3 separate regions of the Sus scrofa genome follow, and regions 1 and 2 are each linked to region 3. A link is a contact called in public Hi-C data. All regions are on one chromosome and are shown on one strand. Each heading gives the region's core, a stretch centred on a gene start, on an enhancer-like site or on the middle of the called end of the contact. The rest is flanking DNA. Distances are from core to core; before and after follow the strand shown.

The links. A called contact is a pair of places that touch in the nucleus more often than the background predicts.
Region 1: a contact with region 3 is called in a Hi-C map of liver, with 5 times the contacts expected there. The contact joins two enhancer-like sites. A contact is called at or near these places in 8 of 47 Hi-C or Micro-C datasets (embryonic fibroblasts, epiblast stem cells, heart right ventricle and 4 more) and 1 of 2 datasets of contacts at active chromatin or transcription factors (alveolar macrophages).
Region 2: a contact with region 3 is called in a Hi-C map of fetal liver, with 1.5 times the contacts expected there. The contact joins two enhancer-like sites. A contact is called at or near these places in 10 of 47 Hi-C or Micro-C datasets (brain, embryonic fibroblasts, epiblast stem cells and 7 more) and 2 of 2 datasets of contacts at active chromatin or transcription factors (alveolar macrophages and skeletal muscle).

What each region holds. Positions count from the first base shown.
Region 1 is chr8:48,123,322-48,126,021 of Sscrofa11.1, forward strand. All of the region lies in intron 3 of LOC110262100 (rap guanine nucleotide exchange factor 6-like), which reads left to right. Among named protein-coding and RNA genes, the nearest start is that of RAPGEF2, 59 kb to the right of the region's middle. Within about 2 kb of position 1,435, at least 4 of the 83 cell types and tissues checked have an H3K27ac peak or open chromatin away from gene starts, as enhancers often do. A contact at or near this core is called in liver, where this site is marked.
Region 2 is chr8:48,104,881-48,107,580 of Sscrofa11.1, forward strand. All of the region lies in intron 1 of LOC110262100 (rap guanine nucleotide exchange factor 6-like), which reads left to right. Among named protein-coding and RNA genes, the nearest start is that of RAPGEF2, 77 kb to the right of the region's middle. Within about 2 kb of position 1,346, at least 6 of the 83 cell types and tissues checked have an H3K27ac peak or open chromatin away from gene starts, as enhancers often do. A contact at or near this core is called in fetal liver, where this site is marked.
Region 3 is chr8:47,825,071-47,827,770 of Sscrofa11.1, forward strand. The region is part of intron 15 of FNIP2 (folliculin-interacting protein 2); the gene reads left to right. Among named protein-coding and RNA genes, the nearest start is that of FNIP2, 120 kb to the left of the region's middle. Within about 2 kb of position 1,286, at least 13 of the 83 cell types and tissues checked have an H3K27ac peak or open chromatin away from gene starts, as enhancers often do. A contact at or near this core is called in fetal liver and liver, where this site is marked.

The sequences.
Region 1 (2,700 bases), core at 185-2,684, 300 kb after region 3:
TTAATCTTTGGGCTTCCCTTTTCTCCCTGTTCCTGGTGATGTAAGACTATGGTATTTGGAAATGGCAAGTTAGAGTTTATCCAAGATTGCCATGTCAGCAACCCTCGGTGGGATGCCTTAGCTCATAATTTTAAAACATAAGACAACTATTTTGAGAAAAATTAAAATGACATGAGTGAATAAAGCAGATGCAACTAGTCACATCAGTAAGGACAGGATTGTAGTTTTTTCTGCCATTTGTTCCTGTTGGGGTTTGATTTTAACTTGACAAGCCCTGTACATAAGAGCGACCCAGGTTGTTGTTTAGAAGGTGAAGTGATGGATCTGCTGCCAGAGGACCGGTCCCGGGGAGCCTGGGACCACACAGTTTTGACTGGCATTCTAGGTGAGTCACATGCTCATCAGAGCTTGAGAACCACTAGACGGAATCAACTCCCAGGGTGAGTCCTAGGTAATAGGATTAATAATAACTGTTATTATACTAGTCAGCTTCTGTTAGCCTGCCACATTGCCCGTATGTCTGCAAGTGAGATCTCAGATTCATTCTGCTTCCCTCTAAGTGTGGAAAAGTTCAGTGCTGTTGCTGCTAGGTTCTCCTCCTTCACCTTTTCTTAGAAAACACACAGCCATCGCTAGGCCTGCACGGAGCCACCAGGTGGCAGCTGCACTGAGGGGAGTGTTTGCAGAGCTGGAGGGGAGGCAAGGTGTGCCTCCTGTTGAAACACTGCCTGCCTGATGCCTCTCTGCGAATGAGAGACTGAGCGGGGAGCCTGGCCGTTTCTCATGAAGTCAGGAGAATTTTCTGGCTGATTAAGTAAAACAGATTTTTTGGTGGCATCTCACAATAGGGAATTTTCAGACCAGAAACCAACCTTGGGGTACAGGAATGAGGAGAGGTGGAGGGGAGGATTTCCTGGCTTGTGGCTCTTTCCAAAACATCTTTAAAATGAGACTCAGTGTTTTTGTATTCTTAGTTCTAATTAGTTTATTTTTGTAAAGCATGAATATTTTAATTTTTATTGAAGTATAGTTGATTTACAATGTGCATTAGTTCCAGGTGTACAGCAAATGATTCAGTTATACATGTATATCTATTCTTTTTCAGATTCTTTTCCTTATAGGTTATAAGATTATAGAGTTTCCTGGGCTATATCCTTGTTGGTTATCTGTTTTATCTATAGTAGTGTGTATCTTTTCATCCCAAACTTCTAATTTATTCCTCCCTTCTTTTTCCCTTTGGTGTCCATAAGTTTGTCTTCTATGTCTGTGAATCTATTTCTATTTTACAAATAAGTTCATTTTAGATTCCATGTATAAGTGGTATCAAATGATATTTGTCTTTCTCTGGGCATACATCTTTAAAAGAGACAACTCAGTAATAAAGCCATCATGACTCCTGTTTGGCATGGCATGTTGTCAACACTCACCAAATCCAGTAAATGTTTGATCATTCTCTGCAAATATCTGCTCAAGCCAAAACAGCTCTGGTGAGTTACCATTTGAACTTTTCAATAAAGGGGGAGAAACAGCTTGTCCAGCAGGCAGCTGGAATCACCCAGTAAGTGGGAGTGGTTGAGAGGGCCAGTTTCTCAGCCTGACTTCCTCAGCTCTTTGCCGAGGTCTTCCTGATGTGAAGGAAGTCTGGGAGTGTTCAGGGGCCAGTACATTTACTGTCACAGTATCTATCTACCTTGGACTCTGGGTGTCTTTCACTTCATGTGTATTTGAAGATCAGAGCCAGGAAAGCTGAGTTTACAAACCCTGTGTTAATTTTGTCCATAGTCATTTGCCTTCAAAATGAACAGATACGGAATCAGTGACAAGCCAGGGAATATTTGTTCTACTCTCTGCATCACAGTTAATCCGGACCGTGACAGCCTTTGTTGTACTTTGCACCAAGGTAACAACTACAGAATGATCGTTGTTTGTGTGGCCGAGCATCTTTGCACAGCTCTGACCATAGGCTTAGTTAGTAAGTGGTGATCAACCCTGATTTCCTGCTTTTCTAGAATTCATTTTCCTTGACCAACCTTTTGGTGATAAAGGGAACATCATAAGTGCAAGAGCAGATTCAAATAAGTTTACAAGGTATTTCATTTTTTCTTCTTGGTATTTCAGTGTTTTATTACTTGTTAATAAAAAACTTACACCATTCTTGCATCTGACAGAACACATTTTTACTTGACGTAAATCAGAATTAGTAATAATGCTGTCACCCTATGTTAAGAAAGACAGGTACAGTTCCCCTTGTGGCTCAGTGGGTTAGGAACCCAACTAGTAATCGTAAGGATGTAGATTTGATCCCTGGCCTCACTCATTGGGTTAAGGATTTGGTGTTTCTGCAAACTGCAGCATAGGCTGCAGATATGGCTTGGATCCAGCATTGCTGTGGCTGTGGTGTAGGCCAGCAGCTGCACCTCCAATTTGACCACTAGCCTGGAAACTTCCATATGCCCTGGGTGTGGCCCTAAAAAGAAAAAAAAAAAAGGAAAGACAAGTACATTTCCTCCCCTAAACTAGGTAAATGATTGTTGATTGCAAAGCTAATGACTAAAAATTGGAGAGAAAAGGGTATAAATTCTGTTTGGAAGTAATAGGCATTTTCATTTGAGAAATAAATTTACTTTCATGGTTCCACTTGTACTAAAACTTGTTTGACAATATTTTCCTTCCTGTTTTCTTGAGGCTTTGCTGTCAAGC
Region 2 (2,700 bases), core at 96-2,595, 280 kb after region 3:
CTTTGATGGTTGAAATACAGTCTTTTTAAAGGAATCAACATTACTTCTGCCTCTTCTTCTTTTTTTTTTTTTTGCCTATGGTATGCCACAGCCTAGTGTAGGATCTCAGTTCCCAGACCAGGGATTGAACCCAGGCTGCAGGGGTACAAGTACCAAGTCCTAACTGCTAGGCCACCAGGGAACTCCCCACAACCTTAATTCTTGTTTTAAAAAAAATTGTCGTATAACTGGAAGGTTGTACCTCTGACCACCTTACTGTGTCTGATTACGGTTTAAGTACATAGCTTTATATGTAAGACAGAACTCACTTTAAAGGAAAAGGATCTTTTTTTCCCTCATGCTATAGTGCAAAATATGCCCTGCCCCCCCATTTACAGAGAGTCTGTTATGTGGGCACAGTGAGGGATGGTTTTCCTCTCTCAGCTTTTCAAAGACCATGTTAAAATACACAGAAGGTTGTTAGCTAGTCCCCAGACAGGTAAAGAAGGGAAATGAAACCCCAGTTTCCAGTGAATTCTTGGTTTGCTCTGGTGCCGACTATGCACTGAGTGAGTCTCTGAGGAGGTATTAGAGAAGGTACCTAGGTGGAGGGCTCTCCCAACTTCTTTCCTGCTAGACCTGGCCTGTACTTACTCATAGCCCCAGCCTGAGCAGAGATCTCTGGTAGGCTGTGAAGAGGCAGTTCTCCTAAAGAACTTAGAGGCTGCATTTTTTTTTCTTTTTCTTTTTTTTTAAATGGTCACACCATGGCATATGGAGGTTCCCAGGCTGGGGGTCAAATCAGAGTTGCAGCCCCTGGCCTACGCCACAGCCACAGGAATGCCAGATCTGAGCCGAATCTGTGATCTACACACAGCCCATGGCAACGCTGGATCCGTAACCCACTGAGCGAGGCCAGGGATTGAACCTGCATTCTCAAGGCTACTAGTTAGGTTCCTTACTGCTGAGCCACAGTAGGAACTCTCAGAGGATGGTTTTGAGTTTCAATACATAGTTTACATTGGGGCAAAAAAAAAAAAAGTCTTTTTCATGAAAACTGCATTCTAGTTGGTCAACTACTGGGCCACAGTGGTTTTATGACTTTTCTCTGCCTTCACATCACATCTATTTTTGAAAAAAGGATGTCCTTCCTAGAAAAGGCCTATTGTTCTGAAAGATGCCCCTTCTGGTTAAAGCAACATGTTCCTGTTTGTATCCAACCCTAGAGAATTTGGGAGGAAAATAGCCTACCTTTTTCAGGAGGCTTTAAAGTAGCAATGGTCTTGTGGGCTTTGTGTTAGGAGGTACAGTGGAAAGGTTAGAAGGTTGTTTGCAGATCAAAGTGTCTGTAGTCAGAATGATTCAGGGTTTTGTTTTGTTTTGTTTTTCCCCTATACTCTAGTTTGTTGAAATGGCACTGTGAGTGTCTCTTGTTTGAGTGGGGAGAGGGAAGGAGGGGGAGGGGGGAAGGGAAGGGGGGGGAGGGAGGGAAAGAGGGAGGAGGAGAGAGAAAGAGAGAAAAATCTATCTAAGAATGTAACTCCTTGGCTAAAGGGGAAGCTTGCTTGGGGACGCTGCTTGGGCAGCAGGGCCAGATTTCTGGTCTGTTTGGAGAGCAGGACTCTTTAGCACCTCCTCTGCCTTTGCCTTTTCTTGCTGGGTGAAGGCAATTCCATGCCTGCTCAGAGGTTATTTTAATAAAGGCCAACCAGGAGGGGAGAGGAGGGTTGGGAAATGGACAAGCGCCAGGGGTGGGCAGGAATCTCCGACTGCCTAGAGGTTTGTTTGCACCCAGGAAACGCACATGCCCAGCTCCCTGGGGAATGTTCCAGGTCCCACTCCCCTGTGTGTTCAGATTGTCTTCCTTTAGCTTTTAGCCCAGGACAGGGTGCCTAGGGTGGGAGTGAAGCAGGGTCACTGGATGCCTGGGGAGAGGGTAGAAAAAATTGATAGGAAGATTCAAAAGGCCCCATTTGCCTCTTTTAAAATATGGCTTGGTCCACCTTGCCCCTGGGAGTGAGGAGAAGAGCGTGTCTTCCTCTTGCCTTACTGGCCACCTCTTAAGCTTAGGTAAACCCAGCATGTGGTCACTGGGCTCCTTACTGAGGGGAAGCCCAGCCACAGAGTCACAGAGCTGGCCTGTCCTGGGGCCTCTGCTCCGTCTTCCTTCATCCGGGATGGGCTGAGAGCAGAGATTGCCCCCTGCCTTCTAGACATAAATTTCTAAACATTCTTTCCATTCATTCCTAAGAAGGGACCTCAGGGTGAGGTGCATCCAGCTGTAAAGCCATCTATTCTAGGTAAATGAAACTGCCTTCTAGGCAACAGCTCTGTGTACAGTGACCCTGTCTGCTCCGAGGGCTTGCCGGCTCCTTGCGGTACAGGCTGGGAAAACAAGTTTCTTTTGAGCCAACTAAGAGTAACAGAAGAAACTGTGGATGTGATTGTGAACTTCACTTTAGAAGCCCGAAGTCTAGCTAAATCTCTGAAATACACAAAACGGCTGCACGGGCATACGTTCCTTGGTTCATGAAGGTCATGATCATGCAGGTCATATGTTCCTTGGTTCCTGTTGCTTCAGTGACATGCCTTTCAGCTGGCCCTCTCTCAGAACATTCTGATTATATGAGATGAAGGTGTTTTATTTATGTGGCTGCACACATTCAGGAGAGAAACCTGCTTCTTGAGTCTGATGGTGCAGTGAGGGTCCACGCACATGCT
Region 3 (2,700 bases), core at 36-2,535:
CAACCTACACCACAGCTCACGACAACGCCAGATCCTTAACCCATTGAGCGAGGCCAGGGATTGAATCTGCGTCCTCATGGATACTAGTCTGATTCATTTTTGCTGAGCCATGACAGGAACTCCCGAAGTACAGATTTTTTATATGTCCACATTTCCTTTTCTTTGCTCATAAGGACCAGGTACATTGATGGTGAGCCATTTTAATCTTGCTGTGAATTCAGGACACATGGGCAAGAATTTGCAGGAACTTGTAAAGGGAAGTCATTGCAGCCCCGTCTTTGCTTTCAATTTTGGAGAGTGTGTATATGTCTGCATAAGGAGAGTAGGAGTGAGGGGTCCAAAAACCTTTTGGGGACAATGAAATTTGGGGTCATTATGTGTATGAGCATCCATACTATTTGGTTAACAAGTCTAAGAAAGTGAGACCCATCCTTGGAAAACTGGGCTTCATTAATTCAAGAATCTGCTTTGTCATATTATTTTATTTCTCATGTTTAAGATTATTTGAGGAGTTTCCATTGTGGCTCAGCCACTTATAGACTCAGCATTGTCTCTGTGAGGATTTGGGTTTGATCCCTTACCTCAATCAGTGGGTTAAGTATCCTAGGTTGCCAGAAGTTCGCAGCTCCAATTCAACTCCTGGCCCAGGAATTTCCATCTGCTGCAAGTGCAGCCATAGAAAGATTTTTTAAAAAAAGGATTATTTGAACAAATGCTTAAGTATTGGCCCAGTCAGCTTTGTCTGATTTGCTGTTTGCTATTCTTTTCAATAGAAAAAAAAAAAGTATATTTTTTAAGGTTGCACCCGAGGTATATGGAAGTTTCCAGGCTAGGGGTTGAGTCTGAGCTGCAGTTGCCAGCCTACAATACAGCCTCAGCAACACCAGATCTGAGCCGAGTATGTGACCTACACCACAGCTCACGGCAACAGTGGATCTTTAATCCACTGATCGAGGCCAGGGATCAAACCTCCATCCTCATGGATGCTAGTCAGATTTGTTTCTGCTGCACCACAATGGGAACTCCCAAATTGTGTTCATTTAAATGGAGGGAAAGTAGGGATTCTTAAAAATGGTAAGAAGGCTGAAGAACTAGGCTTGGGGTAGGTGGGAAACAAGGTACCTCCGAGTTGCTCTCTGGGTAGGAACACAGTGGCCCTGAGTGTCCTTGGCTCCCTGCTTTAGGGAGGAAGCATCTGACTGGCCCTGGTACCTCCCAAGACTCAGGGAGGGTGGGCCTTGCAGGATTTAGCCAGGAAAGTTCATTGTCCAAGGGGAAATGAGGAGGAAGTTAACAGGAGGAAGTTAGGCCTGGCAGCCAAAGTGGCAAAAGGCACCAGGGCAGCGACAGGGACAGAATGACCCGTGGAAGCCAGGCATGTTTTCCTTTGGTGACTGAGGTCAGGAAGCTGTGCCCGTGCATGCTGGCCATGAGGGGCGTCTGTCTGTATACCTGCCCACGCCTGCTTCTCTCAGCTTGGGGCCAGGAAGGCTTTTGTGCTGTCGATTTTTGCACACATGGGGCACCAAGCCTGTGTCAAAGGAGTTGGTGGGGAAGTGCTTGTACTTGGATCAGTTTCAAGGAATTTGGTTGCTTTAGGCCCTTGCCTTGACTGTGTCAGCTTTCACCCTATTGCCCTGGGGCACTGTTTACTGGTTAACATGCTTTGTCCACCACTGCCCAGTTACCAAGGAGCTTGTGTTCAAGCATGTTTGTCAGTGGCCACACTCGTACCCTTTGGCCTCGGCTCGATCAGTCGCTTCCTGGCCCTGTCTGGTTTCAGTCAGTTGTCAGAGTTGCTGATGCAGGTAGCGCACAGTTACTGAACCAACATTGCTTAGTGGTTGAAGCACCGTATCTTTCAGGGGACATTCCTTTTCCCCACCAGACCTCCTTCTTGGGATGATGACAGTAGAATCCTTCACCCTCTTCTGAGTCTCCACTTAAAAGGCAACTGCAGGAGTTCCCCTTGTGGCTCAGCAAGTTAAGGACCCGACATAGTGCCCATGAGGAGGCAGGTTGTATCCCTGGCCTCCCTCAGTGAGATAAGGATCCCATGTTGCAGTGAGCTGCAGTGTAGGTCATAGATGCAGCTCAGATCCAGTGTTGCTGTGGTGTAGGTTGAAGCTCTGATTTGACTCCTGGCGCAGAAATTTCCTCATGTCCCAGGTGCAGGGCCCCCCCCCCTCCAAAAAAAAGTCAAGTGCAGTCTTCCAGAAGGACTTGGGCTTTAATGTCCTGGGATGGAGAGAAATGGTGTGTCTTTTTACTTACCCCTGAACATTTGACATGTATAGTGTGCCTCCTGGATGGAAGAAGACAATCATGATTGCAATTTTATCCAGTTAATTTTTTTTTTTTTTTTTTGGCTGTGCCATAGCATATGGAAGTTCCCAGGTCAGGAATCAAACTTGCACCCCAGCAGTAACCACAGCTACAGCAGTGACATTGCCAGATCCTTAACCCACTGAGCCACCCTGGAACTCCTCTGAGTTAATTTTTAAATAGCTTTACATCATCCACACTTTTGTTACCATATCAGATACTTGAAGCTAGTCTGGATCTCAGTTTCTTTTAAATTTGTTTCTTATTTGTTTGTTTACTGAATGGGATTATGTAGACATTTTTTTCTTGGTTTATCTGAAAGACTTATTTTATATCAAAAATAAAAACATCATTAGAAAAAAATTTAAAAATAAA